2 separate regions of the Gossypium hirsutum genome follow, and region 1 is linked to region 2. Evidence: chromatin contacts called from public Hi-C data. All regions are on one chromosome and are shown on one strand. The core of a region is the stretch at or near the end of the contact, and the rest is flanking DNA. Distances in the headings are between cores, read along the strand shown.

Evidence for each region. A called contact is a pair of places that touch in the nucleus more often than the background predicts.
Region 1: a contact with region 2 is called in a Hi-C map of leaf, with 3 times the contacts expected there. The contact joins the promoter of LOC107953666 here to the enhancer-like site in region 2. A contact is called at or near these places in 10 of 34 Hi-C or Micro-C datasets (callus, fibers, hypocotyl and 2 more).

What each region holds. Positions count from the first base shown.
Region 1 is chrD07:4,819,884-4,826,993 of Gossypium_hirsutum_v2.1, forward strand. It overlaps LOC107953666 (40S ribosomal protein S20-2), which reads left to right and starts at 2,825. Exons shown (of 4, transcript XM_016889038.2): 1 at 2,825-3,009; 2 at 3,684-3,820; 3 at 3,982-4,095; 4 at 4,742-5,172. The coding sequence starts at 3,709. The coding sequence ends at 4,884. It overlaps LOC121219276 (a long non-coding RNA gene), which reads left to right and starts at 6,041. Exons shown (of 3, transcript XR_005915942.1): 1 at 6,041-7,110.
Region 2 is chrD07:4,768,211-4,775,718 of Gossypium_hirsutum_v2.1, forward strand. It overlaps LOC121203593 (transcription initiation factor TFIID subunit 2), which reads right to left. Exons shown (of 13, transcript XM_041097153.1): 9 at 7,355-7,413; 10 at 7,178-7,268; 11 at 6,925-7,090; 12 at 6,599-6,782; 13 at 4,229-5,435. The coding sequence ends at 4,343. LOC107953670 (serine/threonine protein phosphatase 2A 57 kDa regulatory subunit B' kappa isoform) reads left to right here. Exons shown (of 2, transcript XM_016889048.2): 1 at 1-440; 2 at 1,680-2,326. The coding sequence ends at 2,036. Among protein-coding and RNA genes, the nearest start is that of LOC107953670, 5.1 kb to the left of the region's middle. Within about 2 kb of position 3,766, at least 8 of the 9 cell types and tissues checked have an H3K27ac peak or open chromatin away from gene starts, as enhancers often do. A contact at or near this core is called in fibers and leaf, where this site is marked.

The sequences.
Region 1 (7,110 bases), core at 1,575-4,074, 51 kb after region 2:
TCTTCCCCTTTATTCAATATTGACTGCTACTATTCCTTTTGCCTTCTCTTGTTTCTTGATCTTAGCATAGAACTCCAGCTTAATAATGTGGAATCATTGCTTCTTGTTCCAAATTATTATCCTAGCGGGGAGCCTCTACCTCCTTTGTCCTGCAACTATGAAGATGCTTATCAACCTCCTAATTTGTACAAAGTTTTAAAACTCTAGGAACCAATAAAATCTACAGGTTAGGTTGCTGCATGACGCAGACGCATTCAATATGTCAAGTCTTACCTTTTATTTTGGTGGACTTTGTTCATTGATGATCATCAACTTTGACACATAATTGTACAGTTGTATGTTAGAAGCAAAATTTATAGTCAGTTTCATTGTTCTGGTAAGATATTAATAGTGGTAAATGGGCATCCACCGGTCTCATATTGATATTGTTTTTTCCCGTGGACCATTTCTTAGTCTCTCGCATTCATATCTGTTTGTGCTCTTTCCAACTAGAATTACTCTTGCAAAATATGATCTTTGGTTTTTGATAGTTGGTGATTCAGCTGAAAGCAGAGCAAGAAAATATTCTCCTGCATATGATGGAAAGCATTAAATAAGTGGGGCTGAGTCAGAAAAATGCATCATCCAACAGTGAGGGGGCAAAAATTTAGTGAGATCAATGTCTCCTGTAAGTCTGGTAAAACAGTTTGGAGATGGGTTAAGCTCTTGAAATTGGATACAGTGGAGCTTTTAATTTAAAGTATTGCTTATCAGATTGAGAATGCAGTGGTTGTTAATTACTTATGATTTAGGGTAACTATGCACCAGTCAGTTCCCTCTTAAATAAAAGCTACAATGCTATATACGATATTTGGTGTAGTTTACAAATGACAGCATAGCACCCTAGTCTATAGTATTCAGCATGTTACCATGAACTAAAATTGTACAGCGTTGGCGTAGCAGATTACAACCATAAGCGACAGAACCAGAGATGGTTGGATGGATGAGCTTGTTACTTGAACAGAACATTTACTTGGTGTGGTCATTTGTATTCAATTAACTAAAGATCTTCCATACTATATGATTTGTTAAAGAAGATGCTGCTTTTAACAGCTGGTTTCAGTTGCTCTCATTCCAATTCAGTGTTTGGCTAAGTAAATCAGACAAATGATTGACCATAAAAGTAACACTTAAAAAAGGATAATATAATTTTTAGCCTCAGAATTTGACAATTGGGTCCATTTTGGTACGTGTAAATTTTTTTTATTCACGTTGGTATTTGAACTTAGCAACTAGATCTATTTTGGCCCCTAATCTTGGATTCCATTAATATTTAATGATATGACTAGTGTTCTTGTAACATGACTGGACTGGTCGCTCAGATTAATTAGATCAAGAATCGACCAGTATACTGATCAAAGCAAAAAAGGTTGAACTAATTGAATAAAAAACAGATAAAAATAAAAAAATTCAGACAAAAACCAATAGTTGAACTAGTTTAATATTTTTTAATTGTTATGCTTTTTTAATTATTTATTTAGTTATTGTTGGTCTAGCAGTTGAATTGATTAAACTGATTGAATCAAGAACTAATGGTTTGATTAGTTGAACCACTAACCCAATTATTATAACACTATATGCGACAGTTTAATATTGTATCATGTCATCGCTTGATTATATAAGTTTTTTAATTTTCAAGCGCTGATGTGGCATAATTTCAAAGTGTCACATCATTGAATTTTTATATTTTTCAAGCTCGAAAATCAAAATAAATCTAGTTACCAAATTTAAATATCAAAATAGATAAAAAAAAATACAAATATTAGTATGGACCTAATTGTCAAATTTAGGATTGAAAAACTATCTGATTCTTCTGCCTCTATTTTTGTTGGCAGGTCTTTTGCCTCTATATAGAAAAAGTCTTCTTTTATTCCATAATGGTCTAAATAGGACAATTGTGAACTTATCAAATGTGACTAGTTTTAACTATATGTTGATATCGTTTAGAGCTTCTTTCTTTATAAAATATGATACATGTGATTTAGGCGCATATTCACGCATGCTTGACGTAGACAATAGTAATGCAACTTCAAACAAATTTCATCTCTCCTTATCCTATGTTTGTCTCTAATGAAAACTTGAAAACATGTTTGAATTAAGGAAGAGCAAGATAAAAGGCTCTTCTTTAACATGTAAAAGACCATTTTATTTTATTGGTAAGTTCATATGATTTAAATTTGTGGGCATACCAGTTTTTTTACATTTATTTTTATGAACTTTTCTTTGGTACTAAGATTTTTTTTGGTCATGATAACGATTCTCTTTCAAAAGAGAACATAGATTTTAAGGTCAAGATTATTTAATTAGTATTATATGAAATAAATTTGCTTATAAATGAAAGGGTAAATTATTTCGTTAATCCCTCTGAATAGAAGTTATTATTATTTTAGTAACTCCAAAATATTTTTTTATTAAATTGGTTACTTCACCGGTAAATGATAACAAAATGTTGATTGTGCATTTTCACGTTAATCACTCTAAAATTAGGGTAAGCTACCTGTTAATCACTCTAAATAGGGGTGCTCTTATTTTGGTTACCCCAAAGCAATGTGCGAAAATATACTATTAATCTTTTTGTTATCATTTAATGGTGGAGTGACCAAATTTGATCAATTTATTTTTCGAAGTGAACAAAATAACAAAAAAATTTAGAACGTTCAAAATAAAAAGATCACTATTTAGGGTGAATAAGGAACAATTTACCTTAAATAAAAATAATTGGCTTTTAATGTTAGATCGTCCGTTGTGAAGAAAAAGCCCAAACTCAAAACGTTCCTACTTGAGTTGAGTCAAATATCTGTAACCCGACCCGAAACGCATTTGGTCCATCAAAAACCCTAGCGCTAGCAATAAAGTTCAGCTCCACTCCGCAGCTATATATCTTGTACAAAGCTTTTATCTCATTCCTCCGTCGCTTTTGAGAATAGAGGCAGCAGTGGCTTGACGTTCCCCTTTGCTCCCTTCTTCCAGGTTTCTTTCTTTTTATTTTGACGTGTAAAAAGCTTGCTTCACAACAGGGACTTAGAATTCTTCTTTATGCTGGTTATTTATTTATTTATTCTACTTAGCAGGTTTTCCTATCTATTTTATATATGTTGCAAGGCTCGATCTTTGATCAAACAAGTTCGAACCCGCTAACCTTTGAATTCGACCTTTTACGTTACTGCAATGTATTGTCTTATTGGAAAAAGGACTTTCTTTTTGTCGCATATAACCTTATTTTTTGTTTTAGATAGTTCTAGGTTTGAAGGTTGTATGGAATATGATAGTTTTCTTCTTAGGTTTAGTACTTAGAATCTAGTTATTGAATCCTATGCTTTTATTTAGGCATTATTAACAAATTGGCCCCTAAACTATACCCCAATTCCCATGTTGGTAAAGCTTTTGTTTTTTTTTGTTAGATGTGGAAACTAAATTATCAATGTGCAACGTCTCACATTCTTATGGGATGTTATTATTTTACGGGGTAAACTAGGATAATTGATAATTTAGTTCTAGAAAACACTTTAAATACCTATATGGGAATTGGGGTGTAGTTTAGGAGCCAAATTGTTAATAAAGTTTTTTTCAATTTTGAACTTTGTGAATTAATTTGTATGAGGAGTTTTTATTCATTGTAAGTGATTGACTTACTGTCCTAGCAGAAGCCAAAAGTTTGAGTTAAGAACAATGGCTTTTGCTGCAATGAAGCCGACAAAACCTGGTTTGGAGGAGTCCCAGGAGCAGATTCACAAGATCAGGATCACTCTCTCCTCCAAGAATGTGAAAAACCTTGAGAAAGGTATGGATTTCTTTTATGCTAAAATATTGTAGTTTCATTTATTATATTATGGGCCTTGTTATTAAAATTCTTTTTCGTGGTGTGATTTCATGTAGGATGTTTGATATCCAATTGAACCAAATAGTTTCTGTTAGTCTAAAGTGTTTCCGTTTGATTGATAGTTTGTGCTGATTTGGTTCGTGGTGCCAAGGATAAGAGACTGAGGGTTAAGGGGCCAGTGAGAATGCCCACCAAGGTTCTTCACATCACAACAAGGAAGTCTCCCTGTGGTGAAGGTAGTTACTTATGTTAATTGCTTTTATTCAAGACTGTTTCTTTTCTTGAAAACATGTTTTAACTACACTTCCCATAAACAATTCTATGTTTCCTTTTTCCCTCGGAGCTGAAAGCTAGAGATTATATCTTATATTAGAAAATAAGGTTCTGCTATCTTTCTGGTTTGCTTGGTAATCCCAGCATCTTGTAAGATTACAAGTATATGTATGTGCTTGTGCTCTTCTCTACTTCTTGTTTTCTTAGTATCCATCCATCTTTTTTATTTGTTAATTTATTTTGTAACAATCATTAGGGACTATCATTTGCAACTTTTTTGCATGTTTAAACATATAAACTTGTCTTAGTAATTGGATCTTTGAATGCTTGTGCTACTCTTTGCTTCGTTTCTTGTTTGGCCTACATAAATGGATTAGATATATATGTCAAAATCTATTCTTTTTAGTTGGATGCCCTCTATTGTAGTAATGAGTATGAATTGCAACTGTTAGGATCTTGGTTGTTGACTGTATTTGTTGATTTATCCATTGTTTATGGTTGGGGAGTGACATGCAGTCTGATTTAAAACATAAGAAATTCATGTACGCTAAATATTTGATGTACACAATTTGTTTGGACAATTTATTGAACTATTTGGCCCCTTTGTAGGAACAAACACATGGGATAGATTTGAGCTCCGTGTTCACAAGCGAGTTATTGATCTTTTCAGCTCCCCTGATGTGGTCAAGCAGATCACATCTATCACCATTGAACCTGGTGTTGAGGTGGAGGTTACTATTGCAGATTCTTAAATATGCCTCACTTATATGCTTTTTGGCAACCTCTAGTTTTAGTCAATTAGAAGACTTCCATCTGATATAGCCCTCGATGTCCTAAACAATCTTTTAAGCTTGAGTGGTTGGTTACAGGGCTTTTGTAGTTTTTGATTTTCCCATGCTAGTATTAAAGTTAAGGTTCTATTTTGCCCTGTGGCTCTGGATTCTCTTTCCTTTTTGTTACCTAAAAAGATCATGTCTGGATGATTTTGTTTATTGCATTATTTGACATTAAATATCACGAGACTAGCTGCTTCATTTTCATTTTGCTTAGTGAAGGGTCGATTATGGGAATGAGAATAACGAAATAGGATCTCTGCCTTTAGTTTTCATTTGGTCTCCATTTTTCTCAAAACCATTTTTTAAATTTCCATCTACAGTACTTAAAAACCGCCCATTGAGGCTTGTCTTGCTGATAATTTTTACAGGTTTAATTTTTATTTTTATTTTATTTTGGGTTTGAGCTTAGTATAATATATTTGGATTTTGAGATAAGTATTAGGTTTATAAATTTAATAAGAAAGATAAAATTTATTTAATTGTCAATATAATAATAAATAATAAATATATTTTCATCAATTCATATATCTTATACTGATAAATTTTACATATATTAAGTATTTTAATTATTTTATACAAAAGAACCCAATTAAATATATGTAATTTATGTTTTTTATAAGTTAAATTTAAATTGTTTGGCATCGTAAAATGAATTATTAATAAAAATATTTATTTTAGAAAATTCAAAATTATTTGAAACTATTAGAATCATTTTAAAAAATCCAAGTCCAAAAGAACTTGGGGAAAAAGCTTGATATAAAGCCGCCTGTTTTCAGTCACAGTTAGCAAAGATAGCATCATGGTCCATTTTAGCATCATGGTCCTTTTTAGGACCTCCTTGGTAAGCTGAAATTATAACTATGCTGCCAAGCATTCTTTCTAAAATTAAGTTATTTGAGTGGTTAAAAATCACCAATTGAAATTTGTTTAATGTTAATTCTTATATTAAAACATGATGAAAAAATATTACTTCTACTAGGCGAAACATGCATATCTTATTTCCCAACTGAAGTTTTACGATGGTGCCATAAATTTGAGACATTTTGGAAGAATGTTGAATTGAGGATGAAAATGAGGCTGGAGGAAATGTTGTTTGAATTGAACCAGAGTGATCGATCAGACTAATTGGATTGAGATTAAGTAATGTACTGGTTCAATTAGAAGATTAAATCGATTAAATTCGTAAATTAAACTGATCGAACCGATCAAACTAAAGATCAATAATTTAATCGATTCAACCATCAATCCGATTTTGCAATCCGATTTTGAAAACCTTAATGGTGGCAAGAGCAAGCCCATTGCACTATTGCAGTAGCATGACAACCCCCATAGGATGGAACAGCAATCTTACCCAAATTACTTTGCATCGCACTCGAGCAACGTGTTTTGGTCCTTGTGGAGGTAAAAATAGACATGCTACCAGGAAGTTGGACATATGAAAAAATGTTGTAACAAACAAATTCTTCATCATAAGCATATTCAATAAAAATTAGACTATATAAGTAAATTATAAGCATGAAACTACGATGCAAATTCATTAGAAACTCAACATCCAAATCAAGATAAAAGCCTCATAAGTGTGAAAAATACCAAATTAGTGTTACTAAATCAACATGAATCAAAACAACAGAGAGAAATATACCAAAGACTATAAAAGCATCCAATGGTACATGCCTAAAAATTTTAAGAAGACCTAAAATGACATTACGAGTAAAAGACTAGCTAAGACTCTCGAAAATAATGTTGCTCGACTCTAACAAGCGTTTGCAAACCTCTTAAATCTATACATGAAACACAAATCTACAAATTGAGCTTTTTCATTAAGCTCAATGGTGCATAACAAATTTCCAATAAGCTAAAATAAAAGTATACTAACCAAACAACAATATATCATCTATGGCATCAAGAAGTATAATAATAAAGAATATTTAAAACATTATAACACATAATGTATTCATTAAGATCATAACATTTCACATTTCATTTCACAGCACCCTTGCGTACATAGTTGTATTACATAATTGAAGCAAGCATAGTCATTCAATTTCACTTCCTCATAACAAAAATTCTGTTAAACATTTTTATTAAAGCATTTCCCCAAATAATCAAATTTGGAATTGTATATAAATACATATATATTCA
Region 2 (7,508 bases), core at 2,516-5,015:
TTCATAGACCTTTTATTCGGAAGGCTATAAGCAATATATTTTATCGGTTTGTTTTTGAGATTGAGAGGCATAACGGCATTGCTGAGTTATTGGAGATTTTCGGCAGTATAATCAGTGGATTTGCTTTGCCTTTGAAGGAGGAGCACAAGATCTTCTTGTGGAGGGTTTTGATTCCTCTTCACAAGCCAAAATCTTTGGGTGTTTATTTTCAACAATTGTCTTATTGCGTTTCTCAGTTCATTGAGAAGGAGCCGAAGTTGTGTAGTACAGTGATACGGGGGTTGTTGAAGTACTGGCCCATAACAAACAGCCAAAAGGAGTTGATGTTTCTTGCTGAGTTGGAAGAGATTTTGGAAGCCATTAACATGGTGGAGTTCCAAAAGGTTATGGTCCCATTATTCTGGCGGATTGGCTGTTGCATTAACAGTTTCCATTTCCAGGTATTTTTCTTTATATTTTGATAGATACTCTTTACTAACATTAAATTGTGCTATTTTCTTTAGTTATTGATCTCATACTCAGTATGTTATCGTCTTCTGTTTATCCAAGGTGGTGCATGACTTGTTTTTTAATCCCCTTCTTGGAAAAGTTTTTATCATGCTCTGCAACTTCTATTTCATTCTTTTTTCAGTGTTAAACTTTCTAGAATATCACGTTAAAGGATGCATCCATTAATGTGTTAAGAAATGCAATTACTAGTCTTTTGTCTGAAATGTTTCTTGTGATATTTTATTCATGTGAACTTTAGTTGCATTTATTCATGCTTGGGCGTGCATCAATTTCTTAAATAGTTGACCTTTTAATGTTTTTTTTTACTATGTTTGACTACAAATGAGCATAACCTGGGGATAGGCTCTGATCTGGTAACTTATATAATGTCTAAATCTTGGGGTTGATATTGTGGTTGGTTTTAATGAATGTTAGCTTATGTTTATATCCATATCTGACCTAAAGTAAACCTTACTCAGGTCAACTTGGAGCTGACCTCTGTTTGTGGGGTATCTTCGGATGTCTTATGAGGGTTGAGAATGTCATGGTTTTTGAGGCTATTAATTCGGCATAATGGTTTATTAATATAACTTAACAGTTAGAAAACATTGTACCTAACAAGCTATGAGCTATTTCTCTTTCTTTTCCAATAATAGAATTGTCTATCTTGCAACCAACCAATATTAATTGACTATAAGTTGTCTATCAACTACCTTGCAACCAACCAATATTAAGCTTTGCTTATGCCTTCATCTTGGACCAAAAGTATGTTTACTTTCAGTTAGTGACTGCAATTTTGTTTGTTTAAACATTTGCTCTAAGTTTGTAAGGTTATCAAGCTAGGCTAGGCTAGGCATAAAAGTAGTGATGCGCTAAAATGGCTTTCTTTAAGTTACAAGGCTAGTTGTTAACTCTAAACTCTTGGCTAGAGTAAATTCCCTCATTTGCAATAAGTTTGTAACTACAATAAAAGTTGTCTTGGCCTTAGAGGATGTTGTGGTGGACTGCATGCCATGAACTTCTTGAATGTCTAGTGTTCAACTGTTGTGCCTTCTTTTCTTTAAAAAGAGTTCTTTCTTGGCCTTGTTATCTCATATGGTGTTCATAATTATTATAAGATGTTAGTCATTTACTTGTTTGATCGTCAAAAAGAAATAATAAGTTTATTCTATTAAATATACTTGTTTCAGGTTGCTGAAAGGGCACTTTTCTTTTGGAATAACGATCAAATTGTAAACCTAATTGCACATAACCGGCATGTGATTTTGCCCATCATACTTCCAGCCTTGGAAAAGAATGCCCAGAACCATTGGAATCATGCGGTGCTCAACTTGACAATAAATGTCCGAAAGATGTTCATGGAGATGGATGATCAACTATTCATATCTTGCCATATTCACTTTAAGGAGGAAGAGGCCAAGGTAAGCATATTATCTGAGAAACGGAAGGAAGCATGGAAGCAACTAGAAAATGCAGCCAGTCTCAAGCCAATAGCCGGAAATACCGCTGTACTGGTAACTCCTTTGGCAACACCAATTGCCTATTAACTGCTTTCCTGAACTGGAGTTTCCCTGAGTTTTTTGATATTTCTTTTTCTCCCACCTTTTGCAACAATGGGAAATTTATGCAAATAGCTGCCTTTTCAAGTGGTGGGAACATTTTTTTTTCCTGTACGTTCCATTAGCAGCCGTTTCCTGTAACTTGCTTTTATGTATTCTCCGTGCTACTGTATGGGATATTAATTGCTTCCTTGGAAAGATCGTGGGGAGGTCCATGCAGTGATTTATGCAAAACTTTATGTATCAACTAATTTTGTTAATTCTCTCACCTTAACTTACACAGTTGTGCCAATTTCTGTTGATAGTATTTTTCTTGCAACATTGGATTAGTTTAACTGAATATTAACTGCATTGGAGTGGAATACTGGAAAATGCTTAAAGCTTGCCATATTTTTTTATCAAAACGAATATGCTTTTATAAGATTAAATTGTTGAGACTCAGATGGTCAATAATATTTTAATAATTAAACAATTCAATTTATAATCGTGGAATATTAGAAAATATGTAATTTTTCTCTCGTTTAGCTCTATAGAGAGATTACCCAAAAGACGTTTCACGTTCTTCTTCTGTTAACGGCGCATAACTTCCCGTTTCAGTTCTTCTCTTTAACGGTTTCCGTTTTCTAACGTTTGCTGGAAACCAAATCGTCGTTCTCTTCTTGTTTCTAGTTTATCCTTACTGGTTCTTTTGATTGTCAGAGGGTGGCTTGCTGTATTAGTTCCCAATCATTGTTGGTTACGCTAGTAAGCATGCAATTTTTACGTGCCTTCCTTGTCTTTGTTTTAGGGTTTCTTAAGATCTAAACTGGTTTTCTCTTCTTAATCGAAGGATCTAGAGTTCTTGTGTTAGCTCTTATTGGTGGAACCTTTAATCATTAGCAGTTAGTTGCTTGGTCAGTTTAAAGTTTTTTTCTTTTCATCTCGTGTCTCCTTCCCACCAATAAGATCTGTGGTGTTCATCTCCACAGTAGGGGTTAGGAGTCTACAGTTTTTTAGTTTTCATCAGGAAACGTTCTCTATCATTGTTCTTATCCTTTGAAGATTTCCCTATTTATTTTAAACCTAATAAGAGATGCAAAACACACGATTTCAACTGTGGCAATAGTGATAATCTATTAAGCAGATTCCAAGAATCAACAGTTTACGTTCCTCCGCACAAGAGAGTGACGGAAAGAGAATCTGAAAGGATAGTGATTCTGAGGATAATGAAAGTAGGGAAATGGTCGACGAGGAGATTCATGATATGGACACGTATCCACCGTTGCATGTTGAACCAAGGGCAAGAGCTAGGAGTCCGATTATCAACATAAATGATGACGTCGCTCGAAATCAGATTCCTTTCTGGAACTAAACTGCAGTCGCGTGTCTTTTGGATGCGATAACTTTTTCTGCTCGAACCATGCAAGGAATAGTCAGGGAAGCATGGGATCTACTAGGAAGGGTGGACGTGCTAAGGCAACGATGGAAGTTTTTATTATTTCCATTTCGAATATAGCACGGATGCAGAAATCATTATCCATGGTATCCCCTGGTCACTTGAAGGGGATTTCATTATTTTTTATCACTGGCGGGCTAACCTACCTACTAGAGACCTACAATTGGTAGCATCGCCCATTTGGGTGCAACTTTGGGGCCTTGCCATAGAATTGCAACTGCCTGAGGTGGCTTCAAAAGTGGCAAGTGTCATTGGAAATATGATGCAGGTAGACTGGGCAGCCGGATTTCCACGAAATATTCGATATATAAGAGTTAGATGCTGGTTTGAGCCATGGGCTTTGGGACCTAGGCTTTGGATAGTGAAAAATGTTTGGTTGAAAGCTGAAATCGGCTCAAATCTTTCTCACAGGACCGTTCAGTAAAAATTTATTATTATAAATATCACAAACCAGTTTGATTTTACAAAATTTTAATTTTTTGCAGTAACTATAAATTATTTTCTTAACCAAAATTTTTTTAACACTATCTACACTAACTCAATTTAAACCTAGACTAGGCTAAACCTATAATTCTGATACTAAAATACATGAGTACCTAAATTGCAAGCTTTTTATGTTAAGAGCCCGAAATTAAAATATTTAATAGTTTTGAATGACTATTTGTGTAAGCAACCAATTCCAATTTTAAGCACCAAGATCAAATAAATTAAATAGTGACTAGAGAAAAATTGAAAATGAGAACAATAATTCCAAATAAGATTTGCACTGAATTTCAAATTAACCTTTTCCCAATGCTGGAGAAGAAGGTTAATGGTTTTTTCTTGAATTCACCAATATACTTTTTTTAAAGACAAAAACCTAAGACTTACTTAAAGGCTTGCTCTTAATCTTGATCCGGAATTTGGGTGCAGATGTAGGTTGTGTAGGCTCGGTCCTGGTTTCCAACTTTGAAGTTACAACTTTAGGAGGTTCACTTGAATTCATATTATCCGCTTCCTGTTTGTTACCACCCATCTGTGTTAAAGATGTGGTCTCCTCTTTCTTACTTTTTAACTCCCCCGAAGCTGCCTTCACTTCACCCAGTATCCTTGCCATCTCCTTTTCCTTGTATTTTTTCTCTTTTTTCAATCGCTTCTTCTCTAAATATTCTGGATCGTTTCGCTCTCCTTTGTGCTCTTCCCCCTTTCTTTTCTTTTCCTTATCTTTCTTCTTCTTCTTCGACTTCTTTTTCTTCTCCTTCTCCTTCTCCTGGAATGGAGGACCGTCGTCCCTTGAGATTGATAGTGTTTGTAGACTTGCATATTTTTTCGCTTCAGCATCTATGTAGTTATCTTGAATGATGCTTGGCGACGAGGGATCATCAGGCTGATGGTGCACCGAGGCATTACCCGAATCAGCTGTACACTGAAGTTCCTTACCAAAGTTGTCGCCTTCACTTGCAATTTTTGCACTCCCAATGCTAGCAGTAATCCGAGACCCATGATCATGAAATGAGTTAACTTCTTCAATATTTTGATTGCTTATGCTCACGGCCTCAGCCGAATTTCTTTGGGGTGCATCCACAGAAACTGAACTGGTTGCACCACGATCAGCATCATGATTACGCCTTCCTTCAGATCTTTCCCCACCCTCGGACCTTTCGGCAGTACCATTATCTGCTTCCTCTGCTTTACTGGATGTTGCCGACTGCTTGACCCTTATCTTAACAACAGCTGTCTTCCTATCATGACTGTTAGAGACTGTATCTACTTCCTTTGAAGCTTCTGGAATTGCCAAATTGTCATGCGAATGGTTTGAATGGCTCGGATTCTCCATGGGAGGTTGAGGTTGAGGTTGAGGTGGCCTTATCTCATTAACAGGAGCACCGAAATTGTTCTTCTGCTCATTACAAATCTCCACATTACCCATACAGGGCAACTTCTCTTTAGGCACTCCATAAAGTGTGGGGGATCTGAACATGAGAGCTCAAAAATTTGATTACAAAATTTTGTTTCGAAATAAGACAATATATGAGATTCTCAAAAAGAAATTGCTAATTGAAAGCACAAATAAAATGGAAGTTACAAGTTTCTGACATAAGCCTCTTATAAACAGCGTAAGTAACTGAAAACAAACACCACAAGAGAACTCTGTGCTACATCAAATTCACTAGTATGTTTCTTCCAATAAGGCAAAGCATATTGAACCACAAAAAACATAACAAAAGAATACCAAGCTTCCAATGCCACAACCACAAATTAGGTTCTCATTCTTTGACTTTGTTGCATAGTTTTAGCAAATCAGAAGTTTCCTAACAATCTCTACTGCTAATTTATTAGGAATCTAGTTCGGAGTTTTTAGGGTTTCAACAAATTTAAATTTCTCGTAACTAAAATTTGGTACTTATGTGTTCCCACTGGTTATTCCTAATTAAGTTTTACTATTTAAATCAGAATGGTCGTTTCTATTTTCATTTTATTTCCAGAGAAATGGACTATTTGCGCTTATAGGGTATCATAAACATCAAGCCACAAGAAACTCCAGTAACTCACTGTAAAAGAAAAAAAAACACTAAAACATTTGAGACTATGTAAAGGACTCAATCAAATTCGTACTGATTACTCCAATTATACCGTAAAAGCTCCAGTGTAGCCACCTGCAAGACTTTCTGATCTCTCTCTCTTTTTTTTTTTCTTTTTGCCAGGAAAAAAAAAGAAAATAATCTCTTTATTCTCATCACCATTTTAACCCCAAACACCCCACAGGGCAAACTATCATTGCCAATCCTTTTTTCTCCATAAACTTCATAAGATTTGAAACAAAAATTCAGAACAAACCAAATTGGAAGATTATCTTAGTCCTCTCCCAGCTCACTTCCTATCTGTGACTAGTCTCTCATGACCTCGACAAAAATTTCATAAAAGCTTATGCTAAAACTGTCTACTAATCAGCAGTTCTGTCCGAAGCACAATAAGATCAAACAGGACAATCTTCAGAAGACAACAGTAACAGAATTATATGCTTTGGTCATCAATGTAGTCTTTTCCCCAGGAATATTATCAACATTTATGAAGCAACCACTTGTCCAAAGGAAAGTTTAAATCCTAGAGAGACCATATTAGAATGCATACCCACCTTCCTGCAAGAACTTGTAAAATGCAGAACAAGTAGTGCCGGAGGAATACATTATTGAATGCTATGCGGCTTTCTAAAAGATGAAGCAAAGCTACAAGTGTTGTTGCCTTAATATCCTCACTAGAGACAGATCCACCTTGTATCTGACATAACCGCATAGCATGCACACCCAACTTTACCTGACCTACAATCAGAGAATGTATAACAACATCAAATTTTAAACAAATATAAAGTACAACTAAATATTACCAATAAAATAAACATTTTGGATAACATCAGGAAAGTTAGAGAAGATATTTTTCAGAAAAAAATTTACTGAAGGGAACCTCTTAAAGAAGGCTCCTCCTCTATATACTTTATAAACAACAACAATGCCGCATTGATGCCATTGCAATGGTGCTCAAGATCAAGCAAAGCTCTGCTTGCTTCTATTCGAACTTGCCAGATGGTCTTGGAATCTCGAAATGGTTTAATTAGTTCAAAGACATGATCCTGCAGCGAGAAACAAAATTTATAAAGAAATATAAAGAAATATGCAAAGTAGACATTATATGATAAGGGATCAGAGAAAAAACACACTAGATGGATGAATCCAGAAAGCTTTAATGCAATCTGTGTCAAGGTCCGGATGCAACTGATCGTCAATATACCATTGTAACTAGGCATCAACCTGGTAAGTGTCATAAGATGTAAATAACCAGGAGATTATTTGGAATAATCAGTCTTTAATCAAACAGATCAGAATATAATTATTACCTGTCAAACTGCAAAAGCCGATCAATGCGCTTCAGAAGGGAAGATAAAAAGTAAATACTCTGAAATAAGAGGAAGAAAGCAAAAAATTGTAAATAGGATAGCCTTGCAGATGAATGTTTTAAAATGACATAGGTCATGCATGAGTGAAACCAAA